Regions from separate parts of the Mus musculus genome. Here all the other regions are linked to region 3. A link is a contact called in public HiChIP or PLAC-seq data. All regions are on one chromosome and are shown on one strand. The core of a region is the stretch at or near the end of the contact, and the rest is flanking DNA. Distances in the headings are between cores, read along the strand shown.

The links. HiChIP or PLAC-seq counts read pairs in DNA pulled down with a chosen protein or histone mark.
Region 1: an H3K27ac HiChIP or PLAC-seq map of embryonic stem cells shows a contact between it and region 3, with 18 read pairs. The contact joins two enhancer-like sites. A contact is called at or near these places in 1 of 15 datasets of contacts at CTCF or cohesin (the NIH/3T3 cell line), 2 of 484 Hi-C or Micro-C datasets (muscle stem cells and nephron progenitors), 20 of 115 datasets of contacts at active chromatin or transcription factors (CD8 T cells, bone marrow-derived macrophages, cardiomyocytes and 7 more) and 1 of 9 other capture datasets (embryonic stem cells).
Region 2: a contact with region 3 is called in an H3K27ac HiChIP or PLAC-seq map of embryonic stem cells, with 18 read pairs. The contact joins two enhancer-like sites. A contact is called at or near these places in 3 of 484 Hi-C or Micro-C datasets (embryonic stem cells and muscle stem cells), 13 of 115 datasets of contacts at active chromatin or transcription factors (CD8 T cells, bone marrow-derived macrophages, differentiating embryonic stem cells and 4 more) and 1 of 9 other capture datasets (embryonic stem cells).

The regions. Positions count from the first base shown.
Region 1 is chr17:70,753,072-70,757,519 of GRCm38.p6, forward strand. All of the region lies in intron 6 of Dlgap1 (DLG associated protein 1), which reads left to right. Among named protein-coding and RNA genes, the nearest start is that of Gm36746, 38 kb to the left of the region's middle. Within about 2 kb of position 2,075, at least 194 of the 459 cell types and tissues checked have an H3K27ac peak or open chromatin away from gene starts, as enhancers often do. A contact at or near this core is called in differentiating embryonic stem cells, embryonic stem cells and muscle stem cells, where this site is marked.
Region 2 is chr17:70,736,945-70,741,721 of GRCm38.p6, forward strand. All of the region lies in intron 6 of Dlgap1 (DLG associated protein 1), which reads left to right. Among named protein-coding and RNA genes, the nearest start is that of Gm36746, 22 kb to the left of the region's middle. Within about 2 kb of position 1,382, at least 213 of the 459 cell types and tissues checked have an H3K27ac peak or open chromatin away from gene starts, as enhancers often do. A contact at or near this core is called in differentiating embryonic stem cells, embryonic stem cells and muscle stem cells, where this site is marked.
Region 3 is chr17:70,891,299-70,895,509 of GRCm38.p6, forward strand. The region is part of intron 1 of Gm26510 (a long non-coding RNA gene); the gene reads right to left. Among named protein-coding and RNA genes, the nearest start is that of Gm52315, 19 kb to the right of the region's middle. Within about 2 kb of position 1,268, at least 37 of the 459 cell types and tissues checked have an H3K27ac peak or open chromatin away from gene starts, as enhancers often do. A contact at or near this core is called in differentiating embryonic stem cells, embryonic stem cells and muscle stem cells, where this site is marked.

The DNA.
Region 1 (4,448 bases), core at 825-3,324, 140 kb before region 3:
CAAAGAAAAGTCTGTGCGTGTTCAAAAATGAGTCAATTCAAGACAGATCAGATTAGATTAAAGGCCGGTTTCTTGGGAAGCTGCTCTGGAGGTGGGGGGAGACGGGGAGGGGAGAAAGAGTCCTCATACAAAGAGGGAAAAGGAGAGGAAAGAGAGAGACCCAAACGTCAGGATTAGATAGGAAGGAGCCACTAAGGGAATGGCAGCCCAGCCCTGGACTGGAAAATTCAATGATGGGAGCAGGGTATGCCAGGTAGGGAGTGAGGGATGCTGGGAGAACCTGGAGGCCAGGTCTGCTTTGATATATATACACCTCAGTTGCTTGTCCAGGGGTTCAAAACCAAACACTTGAACTTCTGATATTCCTGAGCTACAGGTATGTGCCACCACACCCAACGGGCAGCCGGCTTTTGTCAAAACTCAGTCTGCCCTGAGGGCTTGGTAGACCAGCTGCCCAAACAGGAAGCCTTATATAATTCTGTAACCCTGACCTTGGGCCCTGAATCTCTCTCTTCTGTAAACAGTCCATTCAACTCAGGAAGGCCTGTAGGCCAGACGGGGACATATTTTGAAAAACACACAATTACAAATGCTGAAAAAGAAAAAAAGAAAAAAGAAAAAAACAAAACAATTCCCTAAGCGTAAGAGGAAGTGACTGTGTCTGAGTCAGGGGTAGAAAAAAATCCAGAAAGTCATGGAACAAATGGCAATGACATCTTCCTGGTGATGAATGTGCCAGGACGGCCGTCTGTGTGCACAGTTGACTCAATAGCACCTGTTGGCAAAGCCGGGAGATGAAGTGCTAAAGAGATCGTATTCCCATCTGGGAACAACACCCGCTGCCTGGGAAATTAGTAACCCTGAAGACCGAAATGTCCCTCCCGATTTCAACACACGGTTCCCTGGCTCTAGAAAGGCTGTGTGGTTCACACAGGCCAGCGGCCCTACCAAGCTTACTCAGACCCCCCGGCCTTAACCTTTGCCCTTACACGATGTGGGCAAAAACAACTCTAACATCTCATGGTTTCAGGCATGGGCTGGTTTTGGCTTATAGTATTATTTGATTGTCAAGCTTCGTGGAGGTCTATACTACAGGGCTCAGACCTTAACCCCTGGACCCCGCGCCTTCTGAAGAGACACCTCCAGCATTCTTCAGTGTCCTCTAATTTAGTTAATTAATGAAAGTTTCTGAGAGGACCAGGTACTTTGATCTGAACCTCTCAAGCTTCCGTGTACCGTTTCCAGATGCAGAGCCAGGAAGCGCTGGGTCCTGTGGGCTAACAGCGACTCGGGACTGGGCCTCCATTTCTGCCCAACATTGGAAAGGGGGTAGGGCAGTGTCTAAGAGGATCAGACAGCCTAAAAACACAGCCGCTGGCATTTTACTGGGTGTAGCTGCAGTCTGGGAAGCTGATCTGGCAGTGTGGAAATCTTCAGTAATCCTTATAACACAGGAACCCAGCAGGGCTGACTGGGAAAGCTTCAAAACCCAAAAGGTGTCTGTATGTGGAATATACGAGACAAACAGGGAAAATGGGAGTAATTACAGCAGGAATCACGTTTTGTTGATGCTTTTTCAAGACAAAGCCTGAGTAAGGAGTCCAGGCTGGTCTTGAACCCTGGTCTTCCCACATCGGCCTCAAAAGGAAGAAATCACAGGCCCGAGCCTCCTGCAATGTTTACCAGACCCTGTTCCCAGTATTCTCCCTCACTGATTCTGGGGAGGAGGGGGGCGTCTGAGTCCAGAGGTTTCATTCCGTGGATAATTGTCAATGTGCTTAAATAAAAGTGAAGACTCTCTACAGGTAGATCTGCTAGCGTTTACCTTTAATTTCCGCACTCAGGAGACAGAAGCAGCCTAGTCTACATAGTGAGTTCCAGGACAGCCAAGGCTAAATATCTACCATATCTCGAAAACAACAACAAAAATGGGGACATTTTGAATGGATTCCATCTCTGCACCAGAGACAGGTCGGCACACTTCCACAAAACTTACCAGCGGGAACTGCCGCGGAGTTCCGAACACGTGCATGTTGTTCCGATGTTGGCCACCAGGGCGTGCGAGAGAGCAGGACAGCCTGCAGCACTTAAGTTTGTTTTCCCAGACTTTGTCTTGGGAGGGAGGAGGTTGGGTGCGGGGGCAGTTAGGCGAGATGCAGCTGGCTCAAAAACAATCCGTTTGTTCCCTGAAATTATCCCACTCGCCTTTTAGAAGTCAAAGGTTGCCACGTTACCTGTTGCCAGGTTCCTAAGAGTGCTCGGGGGAAAATGTGGGTGAGAATGGCTCTCCTGAAGCCTGGTGGGGTTTCAAGCTTTGCCCAACACTGACGCTGACATTTGGAGGGCAGCTGCGACGGATCTGAGTCTAGTTTGGTTGCAGGTCTAATAGAGTGGCTGTGACTTACATCCTTTACAGGCATCAAGTGCCTGGGGCTTCCCCCCACCCCACCCCCTTCTTTTAATGGCACTTAGCTTTCAGATTCCTCCCCTCCCGGGATTTCTATACAGTGCACGCTCTGTGCAAACCAGCCACGCCTCCGGAATTCCAAGTTTTGTAGCAACCTTTTAGTTGGGAATATATATGTATTATGTTTTTATATATAGATATGAATCCCAAACATTGCGTCCAAGAGACAAGCCTTTCCTTTCTTCCTGCCTCTGAGAACAATGTTTTGTTTGATTAGCCCGGGCAATGGGGCTCTCCCTCGAAAAGGCGGGGGCTATCAGTTGAATAGATCTTCAAGCCAGACATGCCGAGGCTTGGGGCGTTTGTCTGGCATTAGGAAGTGTCTGGGATCCTGGTAATCACCAACTGGCGAGGGTGTGGATGACTGCAAGAGTTATTGCCGGCCCCTCCCTCCTCGGCTCGCTCAGAGCCGCTTCCCCCCCCCCCCCCATTCAGTGACAGGGAAAAGTGTTTTCCGTGGAGGATGCCTTGAGTGGAAGTCATTCTCACACAGGCACCTCCCAGGAGCCAGAATGCATACTAACTACTGTGGGGTGCACTGTACCTCCCAGAGGTGGGCTGGCAAGCGAGTGCGCCTCACCAACCACCAGGATCTCTCTGGGTGGCCTGAAAAGGGGGAAGCTGTAAATATTTTTGAAATAGGGCAGTAATTTTTCCATGTGGACTCTGTTGGGCAGAGATTTTGCAAGGTTTTGTTAATTTTTTAGAACTTATATATACTTAGGTATTTTCTCTTTTTAAAATTGTTTGTTTGTTTGGTAGTTCTGAGGATTAAAGGCAGACCTTTTTGAGACTGCAGCAAGATTTCTACATAGCCCTGGCTGTCCTGGAACTTGCTATGTAGACCAGGCTGGCCTCAAACTCACAGGGATCCGCCAGCTGGAGAGATGGCTCAGAGGTCCAGAGCACTTGCAGAGGACCTGTGTTCCATTCCCAGCACTTACGTGAGGGCTTTTGACCATCCCGACACCAGCTGCACGGGATCCGGTCCACAGGCAGCAGGTATGCATGTGGTGGACAGAATACACAGGGGGGGGGGCGGGGGGGGAGGTAAAAATCATATGCATAAATTTAAATAAATCTTTTAAAGAAAGAAAGAAAATTGTCTGATCTGTGCTTGTGCGCCTTCCCAGGAAATGAGTCGTCACTACAGAATAATGTCCTTCTGTTCTGTGTATGAACAATGTGTGACTACACATCTTACAGATTTGTTTTGTTTGTTTATTTGTAATATTACACACACACACACACACACACACACACACACATACACATCATGTAGGCATCAAGCTCACAGAAATCTGCCTGCCACTCTAGTGTCAGGATTAACCACTAAGCCTGATGTTTTTGTTGTTGCTGTTGTTAATTAAAACTGCATCTATTTATTTTGTATGTGTATGGGCATATGCATGCCACGATGTGCATGTGGAAGCCAGAGGACAACTTTTGAGAGTCGGTTGTCACCTTCTGCCATGTGGGTCTCTGGGGATCGACTCAGGCTGTGAAGCTTGGCAGCTGGTGTGTTTACGATCGAGCCCTCTCTCAGACTCATGCAGGTCTTGTTCTTTTAATTTCTCTCGTTTGTTTTGTATGCACTTGTGTGATCTCATATGTGCGATCTGGTGTGCATTGGAAGATCAGAGTACCACTTGCAAGATCTGGTTCTTTCTCTCCACCACGTGGTTTTAGGGTGAACTTGATTAATAACTGCTTTTATACAAGTTCAGTCTGGTAGCAGCCTGGGACTCAAGGGGAAAACTGTAGGTTAGCAAGCTTGTGGTCCTGGGTTCAAAGATCTAATACCACAGAAACAACACCAATAAAAGTCCCTCGCAGGGCTGGTGAGATGGCTCAGTGGGTAAGAGCACCCGACTGCTCTTCCAAAGGTCCAGAGTTCAAGTCCCAGCAACCACATGGTGGCTCACAACCATCCATAATGAGATCTGACTCCCTCTTCTGGAGTGTCTGAAGACAGCTACAA
Region 2 (4,777 bases), core at 132-2,631, 150 kb before region 3:
TTTCTACTGCGAAGGCTTAACCAAACCTAATCGCCTGGAACACAGTTTGTCTCTGTCGGCAATGACTGACTTGGAGGCTTTGCTTCTCCGTGGAGCAGAGAGCAGATCGTTGAAGGTCGCTGTCCTGAAGAAGCTGGCGCACAGGAAGCAGTGAGCGTCACCTGGGCCAAGTGCCTCAGCTGGAACACCACTTCTTTCCACCATTCCCCAGCCACTCCACCCAACACACTCACAAGCACATACCCACCAACCAATGGTAGACACTGCAAAAGAAAACGCCACTCAGCTGCACAAGAGCAAATTGGTGGAGCATGGTAGCTCCTTGTACAATATATGTTTATACATATGTGTGTTTATATATATACATATATATGTATATTAGAGAGAGAGAGAACAGACAGGCTCAGAACACACTATATAACCATGAACTTATTTTGATCCTCCTGCTCAGCTTCTTAAATGGTGATATTACAGGCAGGAGCTATGATGCCCAGCCTGAAGAGACGTTAGTAGTCATAAATTGGATGAGCATGTGATAATGGGGTGCTGTACAACTAAGCAGCAGGGTATGGAGCTCTCTGCTCGGGAGACAGGGATGAGAACTGGGACTTCCCACAGACATTACCTCATGGTCTCAGCAGGGGGAGCAGAGGCGCTTTGCCCACACTTCACAGCCAGAGGCTCCTGGCTGGTTTTCCCTTTTGTGCTGTGAGTGGTAGGTGGAGTTTCCTTCTGTGAGCATCCCCGAGGACCATTTGTTTTGGCTTTTAGAACAGGAAGGGGGCACGGGGTGCGGGGAAAGCTACATGTGTGGGAGGGAATTTATGTTTCTTAGTAGTTGAATTCTTTTTCTCCTGAGGTAACCTGGGGTGAGGTGACCCATCTCTCCCTCTAGTTAAGGTAGTGACCCTCAATCTTCGTAAAGCGTCCACCCTTTAAAACAGTTCCTCGTGTTGCTGTGGCTCCCAACCCAAAGATTATTTCTGTTGCTACTTTGTAACTGTGAATTTGCTACTGTGATGAATCATGATGTAAACATCTGTTTTCCTACTTCTTATTCTAACCCCAAAGGGATCTCGACACACATGTTGGGAACCACTGAGTTAGAGGAATCGGAAACGTGCAGGAAAACTCCTTTATACCTGTTAGTCCCCTCTGATCTCTAACTGTGGATGAGATGACGCCTAAGGCGTAAAAGTTCTTCAGGGAAAAATGGATGGGCTTGTAGAACAGAGGAGGTAGCCCGTGAGAGGTGGATGGTGAGTATCCTGCAAAAATGGCCTTATAGCTCAGGAAATATGACGCAGCAGGATAGAACCTGCCAGGTGGGCAGAGCAGTCAACTTTGAAATCCCAGAGGCCAGCCCAGCCCTTCCGGTTTCCTGGAATGCTGTCCTTGTCACGTGGTGGTTGAGGAAAAACCCTGCAACAGCAACAGGGAAGCTGGAGTGACCCTCGTCCGCCACTAGGGGGCAGAGAAGCCGAGTGACTCGTATAAAGATACACATGCCAGGCTGAACCACCCCCCACCCCCCATCCCCACCCCGAGTCAAGGACTCACAGCCGGTATAGGCTGGCTCGCATAGCACAAGAGCCCACTGTCTCGCGGCCCAAAGCTGACGCCCTACCACTCAGACCAACAGTTGTGTGTCATGAGGAAGGTGGGACAGAGGTGACTCAGGGAAAAGCTGTTTTCCCCAACCCTGGCATTCGGTTAATCTCATTTCAAACCCTGTCACTCACCCAGAAAGACTGCTCAGCCTGCCTTACTTCCGCTGCTGGAGCCCTGGAATGTGGCAGCAGCAGCTGTCAGGGTGATGTGGAGGCCCAGCTGGGGTGGAGAGAGGAAAGGTACCACCCAAGGGTCGTCAGAGGATTGGAAGCAGTGAGGAGACCCATCCATCACTCAGTCGGGTCCAGCGCCACCCCACCTTACTGAGAAAGCTGCAGAAGGTGGAAGCCACCTCAACCCTATTTTTCTTCACGTGATAGAATGGAGACCGGGGCCTTTCGCATGCTAAGCAAGCATATAGACTGCATTGCCAGCCCTGATGTATTTTAGGTGCTGCTAATACTGAGTTTCTTCGCCGGGCGTGGTGGCGCTCCCAGCAGAGGCAGGCAAGGCCAGCCTGGTCTACAGAGTGAGTTCCAGGACAGCCAGGGCTACAAAGAGAAACCCTGTCTCAAAAAAACAAAAACAAAACAAAAAAATACTGAGTTTCTTCATGGATGTGTGAACAGAAGAGTCTCTAGGGTTGGGAGGTGTGACTCCTCCGTAGTAGAGCATTTGCCCAGCATGTGCAAGGTTTTCGGAGCTCAGCATCACAGAAAAGATAAAGGGAGGGGAAGAGAGAGAGAGAGAGGTTCCTTATGTATATGAAAGTATGCATCTATAGGGATCATGAATGCAAACAAAGCTTGGGAAATAAGGACTGATGTCAGCAGATATAAACAAGAAGACTCGTAACTGTGGCTTCTTATGTGGTGTTAGCCTTTCCTGTACACGGTCTTTGTTTAAACCTCAAGATTCCATCAGGGCAGCACCTTCAACACTGACATCGGGCAGTTGAGAGCCCATGCGCCTCTGATTACCCAGCTGACTTGATGCAGCTAGTTAGTGCCAACATTCTAATCAGTGTCTGTGTGATTCAAGCTGGGCTGGAGGAATGACCTCATGTGTGTGCTGGAAGTGAGTGTGTGGGCTGGAGAGATGGCTCAGCGGTTAAGAGCAGCACTGACTGCTCTTCCAGAGGTCCTGAGTTCAATTCCCAGAAACCACACGATGGCTCACAACCATCTGTCATGGGATCCAATGCCCTCTTCTGGGGTGTCTGAGGACAGCGACAGTGTACTCATATACATAAAATAAATAAATAATTCTTTAAAAGAAAAAGTGGGTGTGTAATATTTCCAACCAGCCAGGGAAGGGTTGCTGCAGGCAACAGGGAGAGGGAAAAGTCGAGAGTGAATGTATCCCTTCTGCCTGACCATATATAAACATACTTAATTTATATCGATGAATCTGTAGATATGATGTGTATTTATTATTAGCCTATATTTGTGCACATGTGTACTTGTGTATGTATATAGATATACAGATGGATGGATGGATAGATGGACAAGTGGGTGTAACTAAAGTAATCCAGTCACAGAAGGGGACAGATAATGTTACAGTAAAAAAAAAAAAAAAAAAAAAAAATCTTTGTAAAGGGAATAGAATCTATAGACTGCGTAATAATCCAACCTTCCAACTGGGCCAGATCCTTCACTGGGCCAAAGGAGCATCCCTAGGAAAGCAGCCTCACCTTAAACCACGCTAGAGAGAGAGGTCGAATAATTAGTCCTTTAATAAGATGCTGTGCTTTTCTCTCCAGAGTCCCCACCCCTAGGGCAGTAGCTTGCTGGCCACAGGGCTGCAGCATCTCAGGCTTATAGCTTGTAACCCTTCTGAATTATTTGGGAAATTCTACCTCTTCTCTCTCTCTCTCTCTCTCTTTGCTTTTTGGGTTTTTTTGTTTTTGTTTTTGTTTTTGTTTTTGTTTTTGTCGAGACAGGGTTTCTCTGTATAGCCCTGGCTGTCCTGGAACTCACTCTGTAGACCAAGCTGGCCTCGAACTCAGAAATCTGCCTGCCTTAGCCTCCCAAGTGCTGGGATTAAAGGCGTGCGCGACCACCGCCTGGCTGAATCCATTCTTAAATTCTTTTATTAATGAGACTAAGAACCCCCAAGTGGGGTCCCCAATTTCCCCTGTATCAACACGATATGATTCTGTGTATGTGAAGAACCTAGAGTAACCAAATGCATAGACCAGAGGAGAATAGTCATTGTCAGGGACTGAAGAGAAGAAAAATGAGGAAAGGTTCATCTACCTGTTGATTTATGCTGGGGACTGAATCCAAGGCCTCACAGACTGACTCTACTACTGAGCTACATCCTAAGCCTAAGTCGTGTTAATAGATACACAATTTTGGTTTTCCAATGAAGAAAGTTCTGGAAAGAGATAGTGATGGATGAACGACAGTGTAGATGTACTTAAGACATAACTGACCTGCACAATTCCAAATGGCTAATGTTGTAAGCCTCATGTTATGTATAGCGTTTTTTTTTTTTAAAAAAAGATACTGGAAGATAACCTTGTAATAAAAGAAATATACACCGGGCAGTGGTGGCACACGCCTTTAATCCCAGCACTCGGGAGGCAGAGGCAGGCGGATTTCTGAGTTCGAGGCCAGCCTGGTCTACAGAGTGAGTTCCAGGACAGCCACAGCTATACAGAGAAACCCTGTCTCAAAAAACAAAATAAACAAACAAACAAAAAGATCTAATGGGGGTGGGGGGGAATCTAGGCTAAACAAATATAACAGTCTAGGGGATTCAGATGAAGCCTGGCCCTACAGGTAGTAAAAGATTATCAGGTCATACCCTACATCTATTCCCAGCATTCCCGGGGGTAAAGAGCTACTTCCTGTGAAGAGGCATGTTCAGTTTTTCCTGCTTTCCCTGCCACTTGTCTGTGTGCACAAGGACCTCTTACCCTTTACAGGTGTCACAGTGCAGAGGGACCAGCAGAGCCTATAGGAAATAACACACTGCTATCTCAGGGACAGTGGTGGGTGCCGTGGTGGGTGCGGCTTACTCCTCCTTCCATATTAGATTTGTTTCTCCAACCAAACAAACTGATAGAAACACACAAAGAGAGACACAGGGAGACACTATCACACAGAGAGACACATCATGGAAACAACCAGGGATGGCCACCATACATACACATGAACAG
Region 3 (4,211 bases), core at 18-2,517:
CACCGCACTTCCCCGTGTGGATGGCACACTTTCATCCATTCACCTGTGGACACGCACACTGGTCATTTCCCGTACCTGTGCTGTGGTAAGAAATCCTGCATTAAGCCGGGTGTGGTGGCGCACGCCTTTAATCCCAGCACTCGGGAGGCAGAGGCAGGCGGATTTCTGAGTTTGAGGCCAGCCACCAGGTCTACAGAGTGAGTTCTAGGACAGCCAGGGCTACACAGAGAAACCCTGTCTTGAAAAACCAAAAAAGGAAAGAAAGAAAAAAAAAGAAAGAAAGAAATCCTGCATTAAGTAAGTTCAGGTGCCTCTCTGACAAATGCCAGTCTTTCCTGCGCTCTTCTCTGGTCTTTAATGCCTTTGAATCTCCTTGCTGGAATGGGGAGTTATAGACTGCTGAGAGCTGCCATATGGGTGCTGGGACTTGAATCTAGGTCCTCTGGAAGAGTAGCCAGTGCTCTTAAAGATAATCATACTTCCCTACGGGTTTTAGAAAAGATTCAAGATAGTAAGTATATGTAACCTATTAGTACTTGGTTTTTATTTTATTTTTAGACCACGAGTCTCAGGCAGGCTTGCCTTAAACTTAAAAAATATCTAAAAGATATTTATTTTATTTTAATTCTGTCTGTGTGTCTGTGTGCATGTGAGTCCTGGTAGCTGAGGAAGCCAGACTGTCTGGAGCTAGAGTCACAGAAGGTTTGAGCCACCTGGTGTGGGTCCTCGGCAAGAGCAGTACTTGCTCCCAACTGCTGAGGCTCTTTCTAGCCCCTCCTTGAACTTCTGAGCCGCCTGCCTCCTTTTACTTCTTGGATCACAGGCACAGTCCATCTTGAAAGGCTCACGCAATGCTGGGGATGGAACCCGGGACTTCATGTACATAGTCCACCAACTGGGCCACATCCCCAGACCTGTCTTTTCCAAAAGGAAATACAAAAAGTAGGACCTTGAGGAAAAAAAAATCACCACTTACCATAAAGGATGGGCTGTACAGAAGAAATAAAAGATTGAAGCGACACAGAAGGAGATTTTAAGCTGACCCTCAGGCTGTCTGCTGGAAGTGCTCCTGATTGTGCCTGGTGCACAGCTCTGTGCCGGGCAGCCTCCTGGCCCTCAATCACTGTGTATGGCTTCCTATGAAAACTTCAAAGCAATCCGTTCCTTTGACTCTGGTACCCAGTTGACTGAGCGCTTTTACGCATAAGGCTGCCCTGTTGTTGCAACTCACCGAGCCCTTGAGTGTAAAATCACCATGGCAGCCATAATTTCATCTGGAGAGCCTGGGATTTATGAGGTCATTTTCCCTTTAGTTCACCCCTCCAGATCTTCTCCACCCTCTCTCGCTTTTCAGTTCCCACCATGGCTCACCAGCAAGCAAAGCAAAAACAAAGGGAAAGGCGTTCACAAAGTAACTCACAGCTGTTGCTCCTTTCCCCGGAATTACTAAGAGAGGAGGGAAAAAAAATAGACAGGAAAAGCCAAGCCACGGGACCCCCACATCTCTTATAGGATGCTTGTCCTGACAGATACTTGAGAGTAAAAGTCCTTCAGCTAGCCTTCAGCCACAGGCAGTAAGAGCCAAAGGAGCAAGGATCCGGCCAGGACACATTTCCATACCAAAGAGTGTGAGGGGTGGGACAGTTGTGGCTTTGCCTCCTCAACAAAACATCCTTCTTTTACCCTAGAGAATTTGTCTTCCCAGATCCCAAAGGATCGCCACGGGACCCGCTACCAAGGCAGATACATAATCCATCTGCCCCAACCAATCATGCCAACCCAGCCACGTTTACACAGTGCAACTGGGCACTGCCCCAGGCAAGTACAACTGCACCCAAGAGATCTTCTGGGAAATCTGGGGAGGGTCTCCCTCTCGAAGCTTGAGTCATAGGCTATTTATGACTGGGGCAGGTAGAAGCCTTCTTCCCGGTAACATATGAGCTGTGTATTTGGATCAGAAGAGAATGAGGCCACAGGCAAAGAGAAACAGAGACAAATAAACCCGAGAGGAAGAGTGGGAAACACAATCTTGATGACATCATTTAAGCACCTGAATGCACCCGTGACTAAAGCCTTTGTTTGGTTAAGCACACTGTGAAGGTCTTAACTGAGTTCTGAGTTTCCCATCCCATGCTCAGCTCCAAGAAAAAATTTATTTTTAATTGTGTGTGTGAGTGTGTGTGTGTGTGTGTGTGTGTGTGTGTGTAATGCACACGTGTGTGTGGTTCTCATGGAGCCCAGAGGGGTCAGATCTCCCTGGAGCTGGAGTTATTAGGTTATTGTATAAACAGCTAAGAGCAACCCAGCTATGGGCTGGCTGGGAACTGAACTTAGGTCTACAAGAGTATCTTGTGGCCTGCAGAGACGTCTCTCACTGACAGCTTCTCTCAAGCCCCATCGCATAAAGGTTGAAAGAAAGGAAACTGACTTTGCGGATCCAGGAGGAGATTTTGGACAGGAGCGACCATCAGTGATGGAGAGGATGAGGAAGTCTGACCTAGAGAGAGAGAAAGAGTTTTAAGATTAAGTGAGGTGGGAAAATTCCTGCAACTGGTGGCAGCAACCATGAACTTGAACCCTCACTGAAAAAAAAAAAAAAAAGGAGAAAAACATGGCTTTGATCCCAGCACTCCTGACACAGAGGCAGGTGGATTGCTGTGAGTTTGAGGCCTGCCTGGTCTACATCCTAGTTCCAGGGGAGCCAGGGCTATACAGTGAGGCCCTGTCTTTAAAAATAAATAAATGAAAAGTTGGAGAGATGGCTCAGCGGTTAAGAGCACTCGCTGCTCTTCCAGAGGTCCTGTGTTCAATTCCCAGCAACCACATGGTGGCTCACAACCATCTGTAATGGGATCTGATGCCCTCTTCTGGTGTGTCTGGAGACAGCGACAGTGTGCTCATATACATTAAAAAAAATATATTTCCTGGTATGAAACTACCTTACTGTGCTAAAGGTCCCAGAACAGGGCAACAAAAGGCAAAGGCTTTGTACCTGGATGAAGATGGCAGTTTTATGTGGGGAGCAGTTGGTGCTCCAGGATCTTTAGGAGATTAAATTAATGGAGTCCCGCTGAAGTGGATTGTGGGGCCTGTCCTCTCTGCTCTCATTGGCCATCCTCCCCAAAAGCCTAAATGGCTGGCTGGCCTCAATCAAACTCATGAAGATCTACCTTCCCCTTAGTACTGCGAATAGAGATGTGTACACTACCATACCTGGCTTGACAGAAAATAACTTAAGGATAGAAGGGTTTATTTTGGCTTATGTTTTACCAATGGCTCCAGGTATCATGGCGGGCCAGGCATCGTGGCTGGAGTCATGTTGTGTCAGAAATCAGAGAGGGAATAGAACATGGGCAGAACCATAAAACCTCAGGTCCACCCTTAGTGATCAACTTCCTCCTAAAGACTCCATAGCCTTCCAAAATAACACCATTAACATGAGTCCCTTCCTTCCAGGTTCCACTAATAAAAGACACAGAAACAAAACCAAAAACAACCAATCAAACTAAAACCCAAGCCAATGAAAGGGCAAGAGTATAGCAAAGCCAGGAAAGTAAGCCAGGCCAAAGTGAATGCGATGATGAAAGATATCAGAGTGAATTCAGGACCATAGAGATGAGCCTTCCTAGGAAGGCCCCAACTCTACAAACCCAGCTTGTGAGAGGTCTGGCAGTCTCTGCTTACTCCTCTGGGACTTTGGGAACCCAGCTGCCATGCTGTGAAAAGCACAAGCCACACACGGACAGGCCAAGCACATGCCCAGCCAACAGCCCCGCTGAGCTGCCAGCTGCCAGCCGGTGTCCCTGGCAGCCCTGGGAAGGAGCCACTGAAACGGCCCCGCCTAGCCAAATGCCCAGATGAACGCAGCTACAGCCCACATCACAGGCGGCTAAGAATTGGCCCAACACACCCAATAAACATATACAATCATTGAAGATAATAAAACGGGTGTTGCTTTTGGCTACCAAGCTCTAGGACTGTTAAATAACAATAAATAGCCAACTCAAGGGCCCAGGGGCAATCAAAGGTAATGAAAGACTCTCTTTTGAGCCTCCCCTTTTCTTCTCCGTAACCTCCTTCCACGGAGAATTTGCAAGTTATTATCTATAATTTTACTTTTTTGAGAAAGGTGCACATGTAAACCAAGATAGTCTCAAATTCACTATGCAGTCAATACCTTGAACTCCAGAGATCTTCCTGTCTCTAACTCC